2 separate regions of the Zea mays genome follow, and region 1 is linked to region 2. A link is a contact called in public Hi-C data. All regions are on one chromosome and are shown on one strand. Each heading gives the region's core, a stretch centred on a gene start, on an enhancer-like site or on the middle of the called end of the contact. The rest is flanking DNA. Distances are from core to core; before and after follow the strand shown.

Region 1 (6,086 bases), core at 3,392-5,891, 340 kb after region 2:
CGACCATAAGTGAGCTCACCCTTGCTTAATTTTGATCAGAAGTTTGCAGATGAAGTTATGATGCTGGACTCCATGGATGCTAGTCTAGTGATACCCCCGGTCATCTTCCTGTGGATGGATGTCCTTGTTTCGCTGTACTTTGATGAATAAAGGTTAAGACATTATGTCTGTTCAAAGTGTAATATGTTAATATAATCGTTATTTATGCTTTTATGCATTGTTCTTTTGATATATTACACTTGTGACGTCAACATATGTGTGGAAATAGATCCTGGCACACATATGCTATGCACCCGGCTCTGCCCTTGGGAAACGGGTGTGACAGTATTCAAGTTGATCATTGGACCACTTGAAAGGGGTTGAGTGCAACCCTCGTCCATTGGGACGCCACAACGTGGAAGTAGGCAAGTATTACTTGGCCGAACCACGGGATAAAATTGTGTGTCTCTTGTGTGCTTTACCTTTGATTATCTGTGTTCACAAGAGCTCATTTCAAGCTACTTAGCCGTTCTAACTTTAATAACAAAGTTTTGTGGTTATTAGTGTTGAATTTCACATGATCACCTATTCACCCCCCTATAGGTGCTCTCACATAGCCATTCGGTATCACTTTTTGAGGGATCACCAACAAAGGGGGGATATCGAGATTGCTTATGTTAGCACCAAAGAACAATTAGCCGATATCTTTACCAAGCCATTAGATGAGAAAACCTTTACCAAACTTAGGCATGAGCTCAACATTCTTGATTCTAGGAATTTTGATTGATACTTTGCACACATCGCTCATTTATATACCTTTGATCATATCTCTTTCATGTGCTATGACTAATGTGGTTCTCAAGTGTATTTCATGCTAAGTCATAGATTGAAAGGGAAATAGAGTCTTCGGCGAAGACAAGGCTTCCACTCCACTCCGTCGAATTATCCATCCTTCGCCGTCACTCCGCACCACTCTCCAATTTGGTATAATCTTCACTCATATATTCTTTGCCAAAGGGGAAGAGAGTTTAAGAAGGGCTCACATTTCACTCACAAAGTATCCGTTTTTGGCGATTCATGCCAAAGGGGAGAAAGTATTAGCCCAAAGCAAAAGTACCGCACCACCAACAATTTCAAAAATGTTTAAATGCAGCTCTTCAACTTGTATTAAAGAAGTTTTTCAATTGGTATCTTATTTTTGATATAATTTCAAATTGGTATGACCTCTTTCAAAATAAATATCTAAAACCCTCTTGAACACTAAGAGGAGAATTTCATTGAGGGGGAGTTTTGTTTAGTCAAAGGAAAAGCATTTGAAAAGGGGGAGAAAATTTCAAATCTTGAAAATGCTTCTCGAAATCTTATTCATTTACCTTTGACTATTTGCAAAAAGACTTTGAAAAAGAATTTCTAAAAACATTTGCAAAAACAAAACAAGTGGTGCAAAGCGTGGTCCAAAATGCTAAATAAGAAGAAAGCATCCATGCATATCTTATGAAATGTAAATTGGTTTAATTCTAAGTAACCCTTGCACTTACCTTATGCAAACTAGTTCAATTCTGCACTTATATATTTGCTTTGGTTTGTGTTGGCATCAATCACCAAAAAGGGGGAGATTGAAAGGGAAATAGGGTCAAACCTTTTCCTAAATGATTTTGGTGGTTGAATTGCCCAACACAAATAATTGGACTAACTAGTTTACTCCAGATTATAAGTTCTACATGTGCCAAATGGTTCAACACAAACCAATAAAAAGTCCAAGATAGGGTTCAAAAGAAAGGAGCAAAAGAAAACCGAAGGTTGCCTTGGTCTGGCGCACCGGACTGTCCGATGTGCCACCGGGCAGTGTCTGGTGCACCAGAGTGGATCAACTCGAACTCGCCACCTTCGGGTTTCTAGAAATACCACTCCGCTATAATTCACCAGACTGTCCGGTGTGCCATGTGGAGTAATGGCTACAGCGCCAACGGTCATCTGCAAAAGTAAACAGTGAAGCTACAGTACGCGGACAGCGCGCGCAGAGTCAGAGCAAGCGCCAGAAGGCGCACCGGACAGTGAACATTGACTGTCCGGTGCGCCACCCGACTGTCCGGTGGCCCCACTTGTCAGAGCTCCAACGGTCGAACCCTAACGATTGGGTGACGTGGTTGGCGCACCGGACTGTCCGGTGCGCCCTTCGACAGCAGCCTTCTCCAACGGCCACTTTGGTGGTTGAGGCTATAAATACCCCCAACCACCACACTTCAAGGTATCCAAATTTTCAGCCATCACATTCAATATAAGAGCTCTAGACTTCACTCCAAGACACAAAAGCAAATATCAAATCCTCTCCAAGTCCTAAACACATTCCAAAGATTTAGTGGCTTGTGAGAGAGAGACATTTGTGTTCATTTGAGTTCTAATTGCTTGGATCGCTTTTCTTCTTCCCCATTTTTTGTTCTCAACACCATTGTAATCAAAGCAAGAGACACCAATTGTGTGGTGGTCCTTGTGGGGACTAAGTGTCCCAATTGATTGAGGAGAAAAGCTCACTCGGTTTAAGTGACCGTTTGAGAGAGGGAATGGGTTGAAAGAGACCCGGTCTTTGTGACCACCTCAACGGGGAGTAGGTTTGCAAGAACCGAACCTCGGTAAAACAAATCACCGTGTCACACTCTTCATTTGCTTGTGATTTGTTTTCGCCCTCTCTTTCGGACTCAACTTTATTTCTAACGCTAACCCCGGCTTGTAGTTGTGCTTAAAGTTTATAAATTTCAGATTTGCCTATTCACCCCCTCTAGGCGACTTTCAACTACTACACATTGTGCAAGGGTAGCAAGTGGGCTTCGAGAGAGATGTAATAGATGTTTTTACTGTAATAGACGTAAATATAAACACACATGTGGTATAGTGGTAGCTACGAGCATATTTGCTTGAGGGGTTGTGGGTTCAAATGCCCTTGAAGCCATTTGTGTTTTTTTAATTTAATTTTAGCTAGGCGTGAGATGTACGTTGACAGAACATGAGAATGGACTGTGCGGGGAGGGGAGAATGAGAAAGGCAGAACAATAAATGAGAATGACAACTGTGCAGGGAGAGGGAATGGAAAGACAGAACATGGAATGGGAATGGAAGAACACGGTATGACAACCTACCCCTTACTGCCTTAATAAGTGGTAGAGATTGGATAAAAAGCTAAACAGTAATATAAAATAAGCACCTAATAACATGGGGAGCCGACAAGAAGGAGGTCAGCTTCGCCATGTTTGCCACCGGGATCGTCCACGGCCTGCAGCCGGACGCGCTCATGATGGTCCTGCCGGCGCTCACCCTTCTGTCGCGCGCTGCCGGCGCCGCGTTCCTCGGTATGTTCTTCATCGGGACCGTCGTCTCCATGGGGAGCTACACCGTCCTCATCGGCTGCTTTGAGACAGCGCCATGGTCTTCTTGATCCCATCGCTCTATTGTTGTTTTTTCTGATGCTGTTAGCCTGTTAAGGTCTTGTTCGGTTATTCCTAATACACATGGATTGAGTGAGATTGGATGAGTTTGAATCTCAAACAAGTCAAACTTATTCTTAATTTTTTCCAATCCCATCCGATTCATGTGCAGTGGGAATAATCGAACAAGGACTAAGTAGGAACGGACTTGGTGTGAGTGAGGATGTCATGTTTTATTAGGATTAGTGAGTGAACTGCATTATATTAGGTGCTCTTCGGATGAGTAATTTGCATACAAGTGCTATGGCTGCTCAAAATGTATTATTGGTTTGCGCTACAGGGATCGGCGCAAGCTTGAAAGCAATCCAGACCGATGTGCTCTCTTAGCCTGAAAGCAATTCAAATCCATCTGTTTCCTTCTGGCTGTGCTATGCTGACACATTGTGAACTGCTCAGGAAGGAATATATTGCAACACTCTCTTTTCGGTTTCCCATTCATACAGAAACGGTAGTTGGACAGAGAATGAGAGACCGGGAAACGGGGAAAGTCGACAGTTTGCCAATATGGATAGATCCTGCAGAAGCTCTCTCTCTCTCTCGTCTAGGTCTAGGAAGAAGCTTTTGTCTTCATGAATGAAAATGAAGCAAAAAAAACAAACAAACAAGCATTACACTTAGATAGCCCATTGGACAACTAGTCCAGCCCATCTCACAAACTTACTCCTTGATAGCGAACCACACACCACCAGCCAGCCCTCCCCCCCGCCTAGCCCAACCTTGCGTCTTCCCCGTGGCCCAACTACTAGTTGGCATTGGTGTCCCCCGCCCCTACCGCTCCCACTCACACAGAGTCACGCTTAGAGATGGCAGTGGGTACGAATATTCTCGTTGGGTGTGGATATGATGGAGTTTTATATCCGCGGGTACGGATATGGATACTATATGATATCCACATGTAATAATTTCGCAGGTATGGATATCGGCTATCCATATTCGTCACCCGATGGACATATGACATGTGGACCCAAACAGTGGACGCATCCTAGATCCCAACGGCTAGCGTCCAGCCTCCTTGGGGTTTCTACTTGTTCACTGAATCACTACTTCGCGGGGTCAGCCATCAACGCGTCAGCAGCAACTAGCAAGGCGCCAAGCGGCCCAGGACTCAGGCCAGCTCCAAGCGAACAGCCTACGTACGGCTCTATACCTCTCGCCCTCTGAGTCTCGCGCGGTCAGTCGGTCTCTCTCTCTCACTCTCTCTTGTCTCCAAGTTTGTAACCCTAGCCGCCAAGCTTGAAGCTCCAGCCGTGCTCGTGTAGGGCTGCAGGCCATCCGAGCTCCGGCTTCCGGCATCCACCAGACGTCCTTAGAATACGGTGCAGCGAGCAGCAAGTCGCCGAGCAGCCGAGCCACCGCCGAGCAGCCGAGCCGCCGCCGAGCGCCGAGTCTTCTATGGTAAATTAAACAGGCTCGGATAAATTAGTGTTTCAATTTAGAGTTTTGGACAGGATTTGAAAAGATTAATCACGCTCACGGCTCACGCACTTCAAACCCTAACCTGACGGAGGTGTTTGCTTCTCGGTGGAAGTTTGCTTCTCCGGTGAAAGGTGTTTGCTAGGGGACCATGGAGGAGCACGGAGCGGAAGACCTCCTGTGCGAGGCGATGGGATCTGCGGCGCAGGTCGTGGTGGTAGAGGATTGCGTGGAAGCACCGGGGGCCTTCGTCCTCCACCTCCTCCTCAAGCGCGCGCTCGCCGGCTGCGGCTCCGCTGCCTTCCTCGCCCTCGCGCAGCCCTTCTCCCATTACGATCGCGTCCTGCGCAAGATGGTACCGCTCGCCCCCCGCCCCCTCTTCACCTCACCGGCATTTCGTCAAACACGTTTTGTGCTTACCGGCTTCATGCCGGGCTGCCTATGTTAGCTTCACTGTTACAACAGCGTGCATACTGGAAAATGCATACCGGATTGCTCTAGTCAAAATCTACACATTTGCATTTATATCCATCTTTTTTGGTCTTCGGGAATTTGCCAGGGCTGTAACCTTTCCCTGCATAGGAGGAATGAGAGGCTTCATTTCTTTGAATTGCTAGGATTCCCAGGCAAGCCGTCATTTTATTGCAGTGTGCATTTTTCAGATAATGTTGGGCGATTCCTAGTTAGGGAGGTGCCATTCAGTACGTTTCTTTACCTGCAGGTGGAGCAAGGGAAGGCACCATTGCTGATAGCTTTGCTCTATTGTACAATGAAATTCAAAGACTGGTGGAGGCAAACAGGGCTGGAGAAAATGAAGGCCAGTTCACCATCGTTATAGACGACGCTTCCCTGTTGGAAGTCGTGGCCCTTGGTTCTGTAAGCGATGTGCTGGATTTCTTGCACTATTGTTTCACACTCACGTCTGAGATGGTAAATTATTGACCAATCAAACATTACAGTAACTACTGCTGATGGCTAAGTCATGGTCATGTCTTTTACACTTTATTCATGTCCTGACAGAATTGCAAGCTAGTGATCCTCATTCACGAGGATATATACGCAAATGAGGAGAACATGGGTCTCCTTTTACATCTGCGCTACATTGCGGATCTTGTGATTAAAGCAGCACCTTTAAGCACTGGTTTGGCTGCTGATGTTCATGGACAGGTTAGGCTCCGGATCCTACATATTTGTTTAAGTTTGAGATGTAACATG
Region 2 (5,746 bases), core at 1,740-4,239:
CTATATATATAAAAGAAAACTAAGGAACACGGTAAATCCAATGAAGCATGCCAAAACATATACTGCAAAGGCGGACGGGGGGCATGTTTGCCTTGCTTCCAAGGCTGCACCCAATATGAGGGTGCGCTCCAAACCACGGCTGCCAAGTGAAGGCAACCATGAGAATATGGTATACAACCCCGGTCATTCCTGCGTCATAGTTCCAACCAATCTCATGCATAACCCCACAGTCTGAAAGTTCCTCTAGTGTCTTCCATGATGATCTGCCACGGTAAACACGACAAGTTAGTGAGGTACTTAGATAAATGCAGCAAAGCAGAAAGCATACACTACATGAAAACTAAACCACCAAAGCATATAAGCTTTCTTTGTAATAAATTGTTCTCCAGTTTCATTTAATAACTTGCATGTAGGATCCAGATTTTCATAACTTAAAAGAGAAGCAGAGGAATTCACCTGCTTTGGGTATGTCATGCAATGATATGCTTCTATCTGTCTGGTGCACTTGCACCTCTGAATTATTCATTGTAAGAACAAGAGAAATGACCATTTCGTAGTAGAGGAAAAATCCATTGATATTCAGGTGGTGCATTCACTTGATATGGAGGATCTGAGCAAGAAGTCCATGACCAATCTCAAATGGTTTTCTCAGTTTCTTCTCCCATAAATAAAAGGGATAGAAGATGGTGACGTTAAAATCAGCTTTCCACTTCAGGATTTTCCAAGCTGACAAGCTTCATGGCCAGCGTGATGCTATCCAGGGCGTCATATACCTTCTCAGATCTTGGATGCGACTTATCTTCAACCAGGAACTTGTGCATCCTACCATCTAACTCAATAAAGCTGTACCCAGCAGATTTCTTGTGATCTTTTTCCTTTAGCAGCTTCCACACCCGGGCAACACCGTCCCATTTGCCACATGACGCGTATATATTCGAAAGAATCACTAGGTTAGCTGTATTGTGTGGCTCCAGGTGCATTAGTTTTTCCACTGCTATTTCCGCTAGTTCAAAGTTGCCATGGAAGCTGCAGGCTCCAAGCAGGGCTCCCCAAATTACGGCGTCAGGCTCCATTGGCATGCTCGCGATCAGACTGTCAGCTTCTTTTAACAGGCCAGCACGCCCCAGCAGGTCAACCATGCAACCATAGTGCTCGATTCTTGGCTTAAGACCGAACTCCCCTCTCATCGAGTTGAAGAGCAGCTTGCCTTCATCCACCAAGCCTCCATGAGTACAGGCCAAAATGACTCCAACAAATGTAATGCCATCTGGTTTTGCCCCTGTCATCTAAACAGAGTAAAATCAGCTCCAGCCCTACCAACTACGGTGCATAATCTGGATTTAAGGTTACTGGTCACTAGTTTGGTGCTTCGAAGCATATTTGGTCAACCAAGCTGGATGCAAAGCGAATGAAGCAGGGATAAGAAGAGAAGTGCAAGCAAGACATCCTCACCCTCAGTTTATGAAACAAGGCCAGCGCCTCCGTCCAGAGGCCATGCACGGCAAACGCCATGATCATGGAGTTCCAAGAACAAAGATCCCTCCGCGTCCCCATGCCCCGAAACACCTTCCAAGCCCGGCGGATGCTGCCGCACTTGGCGTACATCTCGACCAAGGCGTTGGCGACATAGACGTTCCTGAGCATCCCTCTCCCCCTGGCGTAGCGCTCCACCTTCCTCCCCAGCGCGAGGGCCCCGAGCGCAGCGCACGCGGGCAGGACGCTGCTGACGGTGAGCTCGTTGGGCCGCACCCCGGCCCCGTCCCACATGTCCAGGAACGTGCGCACCGCCTCCTCGTGCCTCCCGTTCTGCGCGTAGCCCGACACCATCGCGGTCCACGACACCACGCTCCGGTCGGGCATTCCCGCGAACAGCCGCTCCGCGTCGCCCACGCGCCCGCCTCGCGCGTACGCCGACAGCATCGCGTTGCGCGCGGCCGCGGCCCCGGCCCCGGCCCCGGCAGGCAGCTCGTCGAACGCCCTGCGGGACTCCGCCAGCAGCCCCGCCCTGGCGTAGGAGGAGACGAGCGCGGACGCGAGGAACGGGTCGCCGGGCGCCGCCGCGGCGTGGCCGGACTTGGCCAGCAAAGCGTGCGCGCACGCGGCGGCCGTGGCGGTGGCGGAGGAGAGGAGAAGCGTGAAGGAGAGCGGGGTGAGGACGCGGAGGCGGTGCGCGCGCGCGAAGCAAGGGAGCAGCAGCGGGTGGCGCGCGGCGGCCAGCGCGTGGAGCAGGCGGTTGTGGAGCGGCGCGGAGGGCGGAGACGCGGGGCAGGAGCCGAGAAGGCGCGCGGCGTAGCGCAGTTCCCCCGCCGCCAGCACGCGCAGGAGTAGCGGCTGCAGGCGGCGCTCCCCACGGCGGAGCAGGCGCGCGTGCAGCCGCTTGGCTTCCTCCATCGTCGCCGTCAGAGGGGTTCTGCCGATGGGCCCCGCCTCTCGTCCCTGCTGTCATCATGGATTAATCGCACCGAGATCTGAGTCTTAGCCCATGGGCCGAGCGTGTTGTACGACTCCATTCTGGCGTCCTGGGCCTGGGCCTTGTCTAGTGAGTGGTCTCGTCTCGTCTCGTCCATGAGTTATGAGTATACGATTGTAATAATTGTACTAGTTTATATTTTGGTCCATCAAAATAAAACTAGGTCAAGTGGCCCATGGCCATTCATTAGCTAGCGCTGGACTGACAGGGACCGTAGCGGCAAGGGCCCTCCCTAGCTGCTTCAACGATTCAGAGATTCCCTCCCCTTGCTTCTGAATTCTGATGGCAACGAGGAACCGTCCAAAAGGGCATATTCATCTCTCCCTTCTCCAGCTAGTCTGATGCGACGCAATTGTTGTGACACGACGGCACTGAAGCGTCTGAATTGTAAACTACTACGGAGTACCAATGAACCTACCAACCACGAGCATATTAAATAAATTCAAATTCATAGAAAAATAGAGACGTTGCTTCATGATGTGCACATGTGAGAGGAGACGGCATCACAAGGACCTAACACGCGATAGGTAGCAAGAATATGAGCGAGTTGGCACGTAGATATTTCCATAGACATCCCTGTCCCACAAAAAAAATGCAGAAACAGAAAAAACAGTAGTGCAGCAGTATTAGCAGACAGCAGGGGTGTGCATGTGACCCCAAGAGGCCAGGACAGGTAGGCGCACATGCCACATCCCCCGCGAGCAACTACTACCATGGCATCCTCCCCTCCACCTCCTCGCCAGGAAGAGGACCAGCAACGGGAAGAAGGGCACCACCATGGCGACGGAGGCGACGACGACCAGATCACCACACCGCTCCGTAAGCACCTACGATCCTCCTCGTAGTTGATTGGTTGATTCCCTGATTCCCACGCTTCACCCTGCTAACTAACGATCGATGTTGCAGTGGTGGAAGCGGCGACGACGTCGTCGCCGTCGCCGTCGGAGGGAGACGATCCAGAGAACTCGCCGATCGAGCAGGTGGCGCTGACGGTGCCGGTGGGCGACGACCCGTCGACGCCGGTGCTGACGTTCCGGATGTGGGTGCTGGGCACGGCGTCGTGCGCGCTGCTGTCGTTCCTGAACCAGTTCTTCTGGTACCGCAAGGAGCCGCTGACCATCACGGCCATCTCGGCGCAGATCGCGGTGGTGCCGCTGGGCCGCCTGATGGCGGCGGCGCTCCCCGCGCGCGCCGTGCTCCGCGGCACCCGCTGGGAGTTCTCGCTCAACCCGGGCCCCTTCAGCGTCAAGGAGCACGTGCTCGTCACCATCTTCGCCAACTCCGGCGCCGGCACCGTCTACGCCATCCACGTCATCACCGCCGTCCGCGTCTTCTACGGCAAGCACATCACCTTCTTCGTCTCCCTCCTCGTCGTGCTCACCACCCAGGTAGGTAGGAAAGCTGGTGCAAGGGGAATGCGTGTGTGCAGTGCGCGGCTAGCTAGCGCCACTGTCCATATGTTTGGTTCACGGATACGTAGAGCCTGACCACATGAGCATATACGAGAAGAACCAGGCTCCTACTAAACAGGCTAAACATATACAAGAGACTCTTGTTTGGTTAGCTGTTTAGATTCATACAGAAATGTGTGTTCAGACTCACATATGCATGAACTCAGCCTGTACATGCAGCGATGCTCCTCACGCGCGCACCGAGAGAGCCTGGCTGGGAGTTAAGTTTTGCATGTCTAGAGCCTGGTTGGTCCATGCAGCAAACCAAACAAGAGATGCTTTAAGTATCCGCGACTGCATATACTTGGCAGATGCAGGGAACCAATCATACGATGTGTGTGTCTCTCGTCACGTACGTGTTGTGTGCACGCAGGTGCTGGGGTTCGGCTGGGCGGGAATATTCCGGCGGTACCTGGTGGAGCCGGCGGCGATGTGGTGGCCGTCTAACCTCGTGCAGGTCTCCCTCTTCAGGTACACCACAACTCCCCAACCGTTTCTGGCCAATATGTGTGTTATACGATTATTTTAATTTTGGAGCAGAGGGAATACGATTATTTTGTATCAGCTCTCTGTTTTTTTATTTGTTACGCTTTAGATAAAAAATGAACCAGCGAATAACAAATATTCGAGAACGAAAATAGTAGAAGCTATCATTGATTAGTTGATTGTGTACTGCTTGATTGGATCTACAATAGGGGTGTGAGCGAGGAGAGATGTGGTAAGCAATGTGTGTGTTTGGCGTTCTGATTCAGCATAAAGACATAAGGACGTCGCCAAGGTAGACAATGGCGCGTGGATCACGTGGCATGGGATATGCCACGTCGGCTTGGAGCTCGCTTGCATCCAAGGCCGAAAAGGGACTATTCAAGATTCTTACAGATTCATACGGATGTACATTATTTGTTTTGTTTTGCCACTAAAAACTCCAGTGGTGACAAGGAAGTTGACACAAACACACTGGCCTCCGCTCCGCACGTGTGTGCTGGATCACCAGGGCGCTCCACGAGAAGGAGCGGCGCGTGAAGGGAGGCATGACGCGGAACCAGTTCTTCCTGGTGGCATTCGTCTGCAGCTTCGCCTACTACGTCTTCCCGGGCTACCTGTTCCAGATGCTCACCTCCCTGTCGTGGCTCTGCTGGGCGTTCCCGCGCTCCGTGGTGGCGCAGCAGCTGGGGTCGGGGCTGAGCGGGCTGGGCGTGGGCGCGGTGGGGCTCGACTGGTCCACCATCTCCTCCTACCTCGGAAGCCCGCTCGCCAGCCCCTGGTTCGCCACCGCCAACGTGGCCGCCGGCTTCGTCCTCATCATGTACGTCATCACGCCCGCCGCGTACTACTGGCTCGGCCTGTACGGGGCGCGCAGCTTCCCCATCTTCTCCGACGGGCTCTTCACCGCCGCCGGGCAGACGTACAACATCTCCAGCATCGTGGACTCCAACTTCCGGTTCGACACCGAGGCATACGAGCGCAACGGCCCGCTCTACCTCAGCACCTTCTTCGCCGTCACCTACGGGGTCGGCTTCGCGTCCCTCACCGCCACGGTTGTGCACGTCTTCCTCTTCCACGGGAGCGAGATCTGGCAGCTGAGCAGGTCAGCGTTCCAAGAGAAGAAGGTGGACGTGCACACGAGGCTGATGAGGAGGTACAGGCAGGTCCCCGAGTGGTGGTTCATCTGCATCCTCGTCGCCAACGTCGCCGTCACCATATTCGCCTGCGAGTACTACATCGAGCAGCTCCAGCTGCCCTGGTGGGGCGTCCTGCTCGCCTGCGCCATCGCCTTCTTCTTCACCCTCCCGATAGGGATCATCACAGCGACGACGAACCAGGT

What was found. Hi-C and Micro-C count contacts between places; a contact is called where the count stands out from the background.
Region 1: a contact with region 2 is called in a Hi-C map of ear, with 2.6 times the contacts expected there. The contact joins the promoter of LOC100280349 here to the promoter of LOC100191494 in region 2. A contact is called at or near these places in 2 of 25 Hi-C or Micro-C datasets (ear and leaf).

Annotation. Positions count from the first base shown.
Region 1 is chr9:27,583,434-27,589,519 of Zm-B73-REFERENCE-NAM-5.0, forward strand. It overlaps LOC100280349, which reads left to right and starts at 4,642. Exons shown (of 6, transcript NM_001351833.1): 1 at 4,642-4,853; 2 at 4,987-5,226; 3 at 5,431-5,497; 4 at 5,593-5,801; 5 at 5,892-6,038. The coding sequence starts at 5,023.
Region 2 is chr9:27,242,192-27,247,937 of Zm-B73-REFERENCE-NAM-5.0, forward strand. It overlaps LOC100191494 (oligopeptide transporter 9), which reads left to right and starts at 2,990. Exons shown (of 5, transcript NM_001136926.3): 1 at 2,990-3,289; 2 at 3,377-3,858; 3 at 4,295-4,392; 4 at 4,916-5,744. The coding sequence starts at 3,154. It overlaps LOC103638156 (pentatricopeptide repeat-containing protein At5g08510), which reads right to left and starts at 2,434. Exons shown (of 3, transcript XM_008661137.3): 1 at 1,453-2,434; 2 at 457-1,279; 3 at 1-263. The coding sequence starts at 2,391. The coding sequence ends at 1,184.